2 separate regions of the Gossypium hirsutum genome follow, and region 2 is linked to region 1. The links are chromatin contacts, called in public Hi-C maps. All regions are on one chromosome and are shown on one strand. The core of a region is the stretch at or near the end of the contact, and the rest is flanking DNA. Distances in the headings are between cores, read along the strand shown.

Evidence for each region. A called contact is a pair of places that touch in the nucleus more often than the background predicts.
Region 2: a contact with region 1 is called in a Hi-C map of leaf, with 8 times the contacts expected there. The contact joins the promoter of LOC107895351 here to the enhancer-like site in region 1. A contact is called at or near these places in 5 of 34 Hi-C or Micro-C datasets (leaf and petal).

Annotation. Positions count from the first base shown.
Region 1 is chrA06:88,314,442-88,320,842 of Gossypium_hirsutum_v2.1, forward strand. No RefSeq gene overlaps it. Among protein-coding and RNA genes, the nearest start is that of LOC121231612, 32 kb to the right of the region's middle. Within about 2 kb of position 2,145, at least 5 of the 9 cell types and tissues checked have an H3K27ac peak or open chromatin away from gene starts, as enhancers often do.
Region 2 is chrA06:88,509,583-88,515,878 of Gossypium_hirsutum_v2.1, forward strand. It overlaps LOC107895351, which reads left to right and starts at 2,156. Exons shown (of 1, transcript XM_016820662.2): 1 at 2,156-3,050. The coding sequence starts at 2,471. The coding sequence ends at 2,911. It overlaps LOC107895350 (vesicle-fusing ATPase), which reads right to left. Exons shown (of 21, transcript XM_016820661.2): 21 at 5,911-6,296. The coding sequence ends at 6,293.

The sequences.
Region 1 (6,401 bases), core at 895-3,394:
TCTAGCTTATTGTTTGAAAGATCCCTACATGGCATAATACAACATCCTGCACCATTTAAAATACTGTAAAGAAGATTTATTTCATCACATAAACAGATAACAACAAAAAAGTTAAAATCATATCATGAAAACATTTAAAATACTGTAAAGCGCTAAAGCTCCACTATAACTTGAAAGATTCAAAACAACAAACAGGGTTCAAGACGACATCAGACATGGATGAAGACAACGCATTGGTTAATTTAACCAAACTGGATATCAAGAATTAGAACGTAAAATTGTATCGAAAACTTTCGCATAAATTAGTTAGCGTGCAAGTATCTCTCCAGTCAAGCCAATTATAGCACCAAAGCTAATTGAAATTTAAAACAAACAGTCAACCTTATGCCACTGCTAAACCAATCCAATAGCTACTAAATTCATCTAATTTGAATCATATACATTAAATTTAACAATAATTCCATTTGCAAAGTTCAAAGTTCAAACAAGAAAATAAGAGGAAATAATCATGACGAACCTTCCGCATTTCCTGAAACTCTGAAAACCAAATCCAACACCAAAATCAACTGTAAACAAACGGAGATTAACCGCTCCATCATTCTAATTCCGACTATCAAAGAGCTAAATCTCACATATTGATCGTTAACCGAATCAAGTAGCAAAAAAAGGAAACTAAAGAAGAAATTAACAAACGATGAAATTCAAAAACACTCTCTCTGAACTAAAACAAAAAAAGAAGAAGGTTAGATTAAAAATTCCAGAAAGTTCTTGGCTTCACTCTCTCTAGTTATCGTCTAGAAAGTAATTACAGTATTTTTTCTTTTTACGCTCCGAGTATTATGAAAGAAAATAGAGAGAAAGAGAGGGAAAATTTAGTGTTTGGTAAGAGGGAAAACGAAAGAAAACAAAGGAAAAGGCAAGAAAATAAACTGGGACCAAATCGGCAGAAAAGAAAAGCAATGAAACAAGGAAGCAAATCGGATGAAGGTGGAAAACAGAAGAGAAACAAAGGGGATCGGGGGAGGGTAAAAGAGGGAGGGTTTGCTGAAGCGTCACCTAATCTGGGCAGAAGGGGGGGAATAGAAATCGGTGCTTTTCACCGATTAGGAAAGTAACGGAATCCACGCGTATTAGCAATACGCTGAACCAAACGACGGATTAGAGTGGTATTAGGTGGGGCCCACCGATTAGAGGTGTATTGGCATAGCCAATACACCAAACCAAACAAGCTGTAAGAGTCCTAGGATGAGTCCATTTTCTATTAAATAATTATTTTTATGCTCACCTAGTTAACATATGATTCTTGTGACTTTTCCCCTTTAAATATAAATCTAAGGGGTGCCAAAATATATACGAGACACCGAGAGGAAACTTTGTTGAAATTTAGTAAAAAATTATTGGAGGTGTTTTCCCTCAAACTCAAATAAATTATTGTTTTTAATTTCTATTGTTCTAAATTTGTAAGATTATAAATCTAATCTTTTTAAAAATTGTAATTTAAATTTGGAGATTGAATTTCAATTTTGGATCTCTACTCTTGAGGAAGTTCACTTACTCCTTTGAAACGTCACGATTTTTATCTTATGTTTAATTCTTTGAGTTAGAGACGCTGTTTAAACAATAAAGAGTTTGAAAATAACTGATAAAATTATTCAGTTGAAAGCTTCAAACATTTAAACTCCAATTAAATTGTTCGAGAAATACAGCACCTTCCTAGAGGCCAGTTTGCAATTAGAGGCCAATCTGCAATTTCAATCTCTACCAAAGGTCGGAATCATAAGTGCATTTATTATAGATATCATGAAAACAATCTTATTTTATGAAAAAGCTTATTTTAAAATTTCGTTGTTCCAACTCAAAAATTCTCCATACCAATTTTTCCAACATCAAGTAGTGGCATATACATTATCTTCAACCACCATTTGATTGCCCCTCAACAGTGGTGCAGGAAATGAAACCGGTCTCTCCATAAGAAGGTAGTTTTGGGCCCAGGATAATGATCCAAAGGAAAAGACCCAAAAACAAGCCCAAGTACAACAATTCAAGTAGAGTAAGGAAAAAACAAAATGGTCAAAATTCAAGCATGAGTACTAACATCCAAATATCCAAAGCTGATGGGGGATCTTTGCCCTGTAAAGAAACAATACAGACAAGGGGAGCTTTGAAGCAAGTCAAAAAGGGAACATGTACCTCCATAGGATCGATTTTTCATCCTTTCGGTGAAAAGTAGTTTTACAAGCAACATGGCAAGAACCCAACCCCCAAGACCCCTTCGAGCACTGTTTTGAATATTATTGATCAAACGGGAAGAATGGCTGATTTGGGGAACTGTATAAGGGTCGGGAACCCAGGATTCGCAAGGACCGTTAGAGATTTTGTGATGCTTCAAAATCCTTCAATCATGATCATTTATGAGATTAAGGTTCGCATGATTATGAATAAATTTTGTTTGATGCCTGGATTACTACCTATATTATTGGCCTTCAAGGTGGATTATACTATGCACCACAGAGCAGGAAATTTATGCCCTGGTGAAGTTATGTTCCTAAAATTCCACTTAGCTAATTTCTGTCATATATGCTATCCCTTAAGTTATATGGAGGAGTTTAAGTTTGGAAGAATTTGAAAATGAAAGCCTAATAACATCGATTGCCATGTCTAATGGGTGGTGAGTTTAAAGAATTTTTATCGAGTCTTAACAAAAAGAGCCCCAATTTGTATTAAAGAGTTCCATGAATGTTTGAATTTCTGTGAAATGAGGGGCATACATTATGTTCCAAAACGTTAAGGTCACCTTTCTCAGACCAAATCAGATCATAGGCCAATTCTTTTGGAATTAAGTAATAGAGCTAAAAAAAAAAAAACAGCAACCATTTAGATCTTTCTTACATAAATAATATAAAAAATAATTAATTTAGAAAATAGTATGGAAAATAGGTTAGTTATGAAAATAGGTATTTGTTACAGTGTTCCGCCGATGCCATCTAACATATTAGCGGTACCAAACTGAAATGTGATAAACTAAAATATTTAAGGACCTAATAAGAAAAATTCCCATTTAGATTGACTTTTGAAAAGGTGGCACCAAACTTTAAATAAGGTTAATTGCTTTGTAAACCATCCTTGTTTATTGTTTTCTTTTTATTCCCCTTCATCACAAAAAATAGAGGGGTCTATTACCAATTAGTCCAAAAAAATTACTAAAAAATATTTTTGTAAAAAAGTAAAATCCAACTAGAAATAAATTTTATTTATTTTTTAAAAAAATAATTTTTCTAAAGCTTTTATAATTATATTTATTATCAATTTGATTTACACATACGACATAAAATTATAATTATAAAAGTTTTAGAAAAATCTTATTATTTATAAATTATAATTATTAGTTAAATTTATAGTTTCCATATATAATGTGAGCAAAAGAAAACTACTATGTATAGCCGTTAACTGTTATGTCAGACATATTTTGAATAAAAAATTATTTTTTGAAAAATTAATAAAATTTATTTCCACTTGGAATCAACTTTTTTACAAAAATACTTTTTTAGTAGAAAAAACATTTTAGACTAATTGGTAAGAGACCTCTCTATTCTTTGTGTTCAAGGGGAATAAAAGAAAAAAATAAACAAGGAGGATTTATGAAGCAATTAACCCTATTTAAGATTTGGTGCTGCCACCCACTCTTAAAGCTTTCTTTCAGTAGCCAAACTAAATGGGAAATTTACATATCAACTTCCTGAATATTTTAATTTATTACATTTCAGTCTGGTGTTGACACTATATCAAACGACACCGACAAAATATTATAGTAAATACTTATTTTCGTAATTAATCTGTTTTCCATACTATTTTAGTAATTAATTATTTTTTATATTATTTATGTAAAAAAGCCACTATTTAGGTTTCAAAAGATTTGGTTAAATACCTTGACTTTGATCATACTCATAAATGTTTGGGATGAATATGAGACTATTAATTTTTTTTCAATGATGGAACTATACAACTTTTGGTTGTGTTCCTTAAAAAGAAGATATTTGATTACAAGATTTAAAGGTATTAAGAGAGAGCCATTAAATCCTAATTGAATGATTTCTTTATGAAATTACAAGAAAACCTCATTAAGAATACCAAGATATTCTCAAACGAGAGGAAGATATAGAGGCCATGAAATCCCAAGTGAACTAGTTCATCGAATGGGAAAGGAACACACCTTTTTTTCCATCTTACCATACTAAAATGAAGAAGTTTCAATAGGATTGAAGGGCTGAATAATGATAATGGAGAATTGAGAACATGTAAGGAAGGTGTCGAGAATTGTTGGTATTTTATTAGAAAAGAAAAATAAAATGAAGAAGAAAACTGAACTGAGACGTCAAGTAATTGAAATGGAAAAATGTGTGTTTTATTGAACTGAAGCTAGTTGTTTATATAGTAAACAAGTTAACAACTACTAACTAAAAATAGGCTAATAACAGAATCATAATCTTTAACAAAAATCTCTAAAAAATCTATTATAAATCAAAATTATGATTATATCTAAAAATAGCTAGATTATGATAACTAAAGCAAATCTTCAACACCCCTCCTTGCTTTGGTTGCTGCAAACACCAAGTGTTGTTCTCAAAACTTCAAATTTGCTTATCGGAAGCTGCTTGATAAAGATATCTACAACCTGCTCCTCTGTTTTGCAATGAACCAGTATAGCGTTACCTTCTTTTTGCACTTCCCTCGAAAAGAAAAGGTTAATGTTGAAATGCTTAGTCTTTCCATGAAATACTGGATTATAAGAAATTGCAATGGCAACTTGATTATCAATGAAAATCTTTGTGCTTTCCTTCTATTCAAGTTTAAGATCACTTAATAATTTTCTCAACCACAAAGCTTGATTAACAGCGGTTGCTGCAGCAACAAATCCTACTTCGGTAGTGGATTGAGTCATAGTTTCTTGCTTCTTCGAGCTCCATGAGAAGACACCATATCCAAAAGTAAAACAATAGCCTGATGTACTCCTCATGTCATCAATGGAACGTCCCCAATCACTATTAGAGAAGCTAACAAGCTTGGACTCCTTGTTTCTTGTGAATTTAACACCAAAATTACTCATGCCTTTGATATAACGAACTACTCTTTTGGCAGCCCTGAGATGCAATTCACTAGCACAATGCATAAATCGTGACAAAATACTTACAGCATTTAAAATATCAAGACATGTTGTTGTAAGATACATTAAGCAACCAATCAAACTTCTAAAATATCCTTCATCAAGTTTATCAGCTCCATCTTCTTTACACAACTTCTCCTTTTAATTCATAGGAGTGCTTACTTCCTTGCACTCTTCAAGCTTGAATTTCTTCAAGATTTCCTTAGCATACTTCTTCTGGCAGATGAATACTTCATGCTCAGCCTGTTTAATTTCCATTCTAAGAAAAAAAGAAATCAATCCAGATCTGTTATCTCAAAAACCTTCATCATCTCTTGCTTAAATTCCTCAAGCAACTGTGCATCATTTCCCATTAGCAAGAGATCATCAACATAAAGAGAGACTATCAAAATATCATTATTCTAACGTTTGACATAAAGAGTGGTCTCGGACAGATTTTTTTCAAAACCCAAGCTCAGCAAATGATCATCTATCTTACTGTACCAAGCTATTGGAGCTTGTTTCAGTCCATAAAGAGCCTTCTTGAGAAGAAACACCTTGTTTTCCTCTTTTTTCTTCACAAAACCTTCAGGTTGTTCAACGTATTTTTTTTTTTGCAAAATTCCATTTAAAAAGGTTGATTTTACATCAAGCTGATACACTCTCCAATTCATTTGAGCAGCTATAGCAAGTAAAAGTCTTATGGTGTCCAAACGAGCAACCGGTGCGAAGGTGTCTGAATAGTCCACGCCAAAAACTTATGTATAGCCTTTGACCACAAGTCTTGCTTTGTGCTCGTTGATTGAGCCATCAGCATTAAGCTTGGTTCTGTACACCCACTTGACTCCAATCACCTTCCTATCATGGGGTCGATCAACCAACTCCCATATTTTGTTTTTCTCAATCATGAGCAACTTCTCCTTCATTGCAACCACCCATTTTATGTCCTTCATTGCTGTAGCAAAATCTACAGGTTTACAAACAGCTATATTACATCTTGCATAAATGTCAGTGAGCAATCTAGTACCCCTTGTTGGAACATCATCCACCAACTCATTCAGTCAATTTTTATCTTTATCTGTGGTTAAAACATGAAATTTAAGCTTCAAATCTAATGTGCTTTGGCCACTTTTCTCATCCCAGTTCCACTCTTCATTTTCCTCGAAATGAACATTTTTGCTTATAACAGTTTTCCCAGACTGCGGTTGGAAAATTTTGTAAGCTTTTGCAACAGTGCTATAGCTAATAAAGACTCTTGGAA
Region 2 (6,296 bases), core at 906-3,405, 200 kb after region 1:
TGTACACATATACATACACATGTGAAAATAATGTATTTAAAAATAACATAATAAATAATAAAATATATGGTTTGAAATATTAAAATGAAAAAAAAATAAATTGTGAACATGTAAATACATCAAATTAAGAATATATTGTTTATTATTGTATTGTCATCAATCTTTAAGTTAATATCGAATTAACTTATGACACAAATTCAATTGAATATTATCAATATATACAATTGATAGGAGTAATAATAAAAGTAAAATTTTAGTTGAATGATAAAATTAGTTATTATTTTTTTAAAAAATAAAAATACAAAACTATTTCTGTGAGCATGTTATGGTAGATATTCTCATCTACCAAATTAAGTGACACTGTTTTAGAAGACAGAGAAATATAATTTCATTTATCTCACTTAGCAATCAATTATTTATGTTAATTCACTTAACTTACTATTGAGTTTGATTTTTTATTAACTTCTACCTTTCACCTCCTATAAAACAAACCAACTCATGGCTTTAAAATGTTAATTTCTGTTCTCGGTCTCTATAATTTTTATATTTTTGAAATTTAATCCTTCAAATTTATTTTTTATATTTGTTTGAATTGAAAATTAAATTTTAATTGATAACATTGTTATTGGATTTTCAATAAATATGAATAGTTGGTGTTTTAATTTTTAAAAAATTTGATTTAAAATTTAAAGTCCAATTTCTAACACATTTAAATTTAGCAAACATTAGTTACCATTGTTATCAATTGGATTTTAATTTTCAAATTTAACTAAATGCTTGAAATTAAAAGTGAATGGACTAAATTTCAAAAAATTCTAAAGAACATAGGGACTAGAGACAAAATTAAATCTTTAAAAATTTATGTTTCGAAATAAAATATATAATATGTAAATGGTAAGAATGAAATGCATATATTATGAACAAATTAGTTGAGATTCAATATAATATATAGAGTTAATTTCTCCAAACATCCCAAAACTATTACCCTCATTCTAAATTTATCCCTAAATTTCAAGTCATTCTAATTAATCCGTAAACTATCAAGATTATATCAACCAAGTCCTTTCGTTACTAAAATTATTAATTTAACTATTAAATAACATGTTAGATCTTATGTGACATAATTTAAAATGAAAAAGATTAAGAAAAATAAATATGGTAAAAAATATATTTTTAAAAAATATTAGTTTTGGGGTTTTCAAAGTTTTTACAGAAGATTTATCATTTATTCTTCCTTTTTTTAGTTTTACTTTTAAAAGTTATGCAATAACATTCTATTTCTTTAAAATTTTCCATTTTAAATTCAATTGCATAAGATTGGCCGTGTAATTTAATGGTTAAATTAATAGTTTTAATAATGAAAAGACTTAATTGGTATAACATTAATAGTTTAGGGATGTAATTAGAATATTTTAAAGTTTAAGATCAATTTAGAATGAAGGTCACAATTTAAGGATATCTGATGCAATTAACTCAAATACATAGTAGAAAAATACAAAAACATTGATTTATCAAATTCAAAAATATTTTAAGAATTGCAAACTCATTACTAAATAAGCATATAACAGAACCATTTAATTGAGAAATTGTTATGAATACTATATTTCTAAACAATTTACTACTCAATTTACATTATTTTTAAAATCCAAATTTTAAAAATTCTACTTCCCAAACACCACAAAAAGTTAAAACATATTTCAACAAACCCATTTATCATCTAAACTCTCGTTATAAAATGGTTAAAAATGCTACAAGTTTTTTTACTTTTTTTTGTAAATTTAAAATTTAATCCCTCAATTTTTATTTCACTAAATTTAATTATAGATTTTATAGATTTTAAAATTTATGTCCAATTGTTAACTTCACCTTAAAATTATTCTTTCAAATTTATTTTACAATTAAAAAAACATTTTAATAATTTAATAGAAAAACTTTGAGGATGTTAATAATTAGATTTGTATTTTTAAATTTAAAAAATAAAATGGCTAAGTTCTTTAAAATAAAAATGAGAGGACTAAATTTCAAATATAAAAAATAAAAAAGTATAGGGAATTAAAGAAGTTTTTTTTTTTTAAGATTACTTAGTTAAACTTACAAATTGTTTACTAGTCAAATAATAATATAAAATAAATATTTAAGGGAAAAAAAAAGGAGATGGAAGCGCGGAGTAATCCGGCCGACAAACTGGCGTAAGCTAAGCTGAAGTTAGCGATTAATTTCAAACATTAATAATAATAATTATTAATATTATAAACCTTTGAAATTAAATAAAACTGGAACTAACCAAAAATCACTTCCCTTTCCTATTCATCTTCCTCTTTCTTCTCATTTCATTCGGTTCCCAAAATGAGCTTTTGGGGTTAGGGTTTCTTTCCACTACAATCATGTCTATTTTTAAATCAAACCACTGATCACCATCCCTTTCAGACACAAACAAAAAACCCCAATCCCCCCCTCCCCACCACGAAAAATGTCAACATCAGCAGCAGCTTTCAGGCTGATCTGTCTCCTCCACTCGGTGATCGCCTTATCAAGCGGCGCACTCATGATGTTCTACATGAAAGAAATGTACACATTCACCCACGGGATCGAGACGGCCACCAAGCTCTTAGGATCCACTCCACACGATCAGCTCTTGATCCGGACCTCCGATTCCTTCGCGGGTCTGCTATTGTTCGCCGTGGGGTTCTTGCTTTTCATGGTCTCATTTGTTAAAGACAGAGAGTTCCAATCATTCTTCGCCAAAGGGTGCACGGTTTTGCATGTATCGGTGGCGATGTGGAGGTTCTGGTTCGAGAGAAGAGTAGAGGATTTGGCTTGGGATTGGCTTCGACAGACGGTTGGTGACATATTGTTGGCTTTTTCTTGGGTATTCTTTTTGGTTTACTCTTGGAGAGAAAAGTATGATTAGATTTCAATTTGTTTTTGTTTGCTGCTTGGGTAGTTATGGTGTATATTTTTGTGAAGTTGATAAATTTGGGTTGTTTTGATTCGAAATTCAGTGTAAGATGATTGGGTATGAATCAGAATTTGAAAAAGTGATTTATTTACACTTGATTGTTCAATCTTTCTTGCTATTTTTTTGTTATTAAAATGCTAATGATCTCGTGAAATGAAATTAGATAAAGTGTTTTTAGGTTAAAATTGGGTTCTCCTTGTACCTAACATACTGAAATATACTTCATTTAAGGATGAGATAAGCGATTCTGGTACTTCACTCTTGGTTACACATTAGACCATCCATTGCAAAATATATTGTAAGAAAATAAAGAGAGCTATAATCACAATTGCAATTATTATTTCTACCATTATTTTTTACTTTACCCAAAAAAAAAAATATGCAACTCACCACACATCCAGCAAAATATATGGTAAGCACAGACATTTTAAATGATATCAGATCACACTTCTTTTAACAGATCTGGTATTTGTGAATTTCCATTAAGGTTCTTTATTTTGGTTCTGCCCGGTGATGTTTTAAATTTTGGAATTTTATAAAATTTTATAGAAACATTAAAGAAATTATAAAAAAAATTGTAAAGAAATATAAAATTCGTAAAAAATTTATAAAAGTTATCATATTAAAAGAAGTATTTTATAATTTTTCTATAAATTTTTATCATTTTTCTCCACATTTCATGTTATGTTCATGATGGTTTTAATTGAAAAAATATATAAAATTTTACAATAATTTTTACGATTTTTAAAAGAAATTCTAATTTTTAATAATTTATAAATAATTTTACATTTTTATTAAAATTTAATGATTTTTATAACTTTTATTGATTTTTATTTTTTATAATTTTTTGTCACATTTCACGCCGTGGTTGTGGCACGGGGTGACTTTAACTGAAAAAAATTAAGGATAGTTAGTTTTAACGGTCAAAGGGTCTTTTTGATATATTTTGAAAATTTAAGTACCCAACTAAATGTAAAAAAAAAAAAGCAAGGGCTTAATTGTTTTTTTTTTTTTTAAGTTTGAGAGCCTTTTACATCCTTAAACCCTTTTTATTTTTATTATGGATACTTATTACCTCCATCAATTGTATATATGTATTAATAATGTTGTTGATTGAGAATTGAACACAATGAGATTTGACCAATTTAATCTAATTTTTTTTAATTTTAATATAATGCATATTTCATTTGTTATTATTATTAATTAGTAACAATTTTTTTGTTTCATTATTTATTAGATATTATTTTTAAACACGCATTTGTATTTTAAATTTATTGTTTCTACACACATACACATATAATAGTAAATTCTTAATACTTCAAATGTGTAAAAAGTAAAAATAAAAACTTTTTTCATTTTTTCCTTTCCTCTCTCTCTTTTTTTTTTCCTCCTTTCTTCTCTGATATATGTTATACATGTATAAATTATATTTTAAATATTAAAATAATTTCAAATTATTTTAAACAATTGATAAATATGTTTATTTAAGTAATAACATTTTAAAAACTTTTTTATCAAATAAACAATTTCATGCTTTACTAGTCTCATAGGTAACAATATAGTAACAATAAAACAATTTCAATTAATACAATAACATCAATGGCATTAATGAAATTTTAATCAATTGTTCAACTCATGTAGTTAATCAAATTACTAATATTGATAAATGAATAATGGTGTAAACATCAACAATAATAATATTCTCAGACATTGGAGATTATCCATACAATATAAACTCTTAAAGTTTCTCAAATTTAAGTAATGTTTATTATATTGTTATTTTTTTAAATGTTTATTTAATGTACTAACATTTTTAAAATGTTATCAATTTCAAAATATGTTGAACAATTGATAGAAATGTTTTTAAAATGTTATTACTTAAATATTTTATGTTATTAAATTTAGAATTAAACTTGAATAACATTTATAAAATATAAGTTAGGATAAGATAGAATATTAGAAATTGATACAACATAATAAATAAATAAAACTAACATGAATACATGAACCTGCAAAAGTCGGTAAACATTTATATTAAAAATTATCAACAAGGTCGTATGAATATTTTCACTAAATTCAATTATTACAACAAATTATGAAAAGTATATATAAAAATTAAAATGCAATGTAAAACATGTCAAATGAATGTCATCGTGTCCATTCTTAATAATTTTAGGGCGTGAAACAATAAATTAAGATTTTTTTTAAAAAAAATATAAAATATAATACAATAAAATAAATAAACTTAGAGTTTTTTTTTATCCCTACTTATATTGAATCGTCAATCAAAAAACTTAAAAGATTAATTTTTTTTTCATGTTAAAAGTAGGAAAAAATTTTTGAACCCCTTCCTGCCCTAAGCCCTAGGTGACCACACTCTCAAACTAACTCTAAGCCAGACTTAAATATGATATGAATATATAAAAACATCTAAAATAAATTAGTAATATATAAATTTTTAATACTTCAAATGTGCAAAAAGTAAAAATAAAAACACTTCATCATTTTTTTCCCTCCTCTTTTTCTTTCTCTTTTGTTTTCCTCTTTTATTATCTTATATATATAAAAGCTATATTTTAAATATTAGAATAATATACCAACATAACCCTCACATGTTTAAATATATAATGGTATATTTTTTCAAATAAATATAAAAAACAATATAATTATATACCGAATATAAAAAAAATACTTGAAGTGAATTCATTAAACCATAAAGCTTTTATAAATGAGGACAATTTTGATATTTTACCTTCAAATCATTTTTTATAAAAAGCGAAAAGCACTAGGATATTTTGTTTGAGTTGAATAGCCACAAAAATAAAAGTGGGCTATTTAACATTGTTTATGCATGGAATAATATGGATCGAAATCTATAGATATATACGTTCAGATGTTTACTGAAAAATAAACTATATTCAATGCAACACAGAAGATGAAGACAAATGTACTTCATTTTACACCGCGGCGTTTTTTTGGCCTACCTCATGCATTGGATCAACTGGGCCGAAAGCACCTTTGGGATTATCTAATATAGCAGATTTACATAAAAGTTTTAGAATATATATAATAAATATATATCGTCGAGTTACAGAGAGTGGGGGAGGGGGATTTTACTAAGAGCTGAAATGCAGCTGCAGCAAACAAAGGCCCGGAAAAAAACTTCCCAACATAAGTTCTCCCATGACCTTCAACCAATGTCTACAAATCGTCAAACACAAAGAAAAAAGGGAACTAACGGGAGAGGAATGGAGAAACCAAGTAGAAAAATGAAGATGTATCCAGAGTGTATGAGAAAACGACCAGATTGTAAAAATGAACAAAACGTGTGAATTAG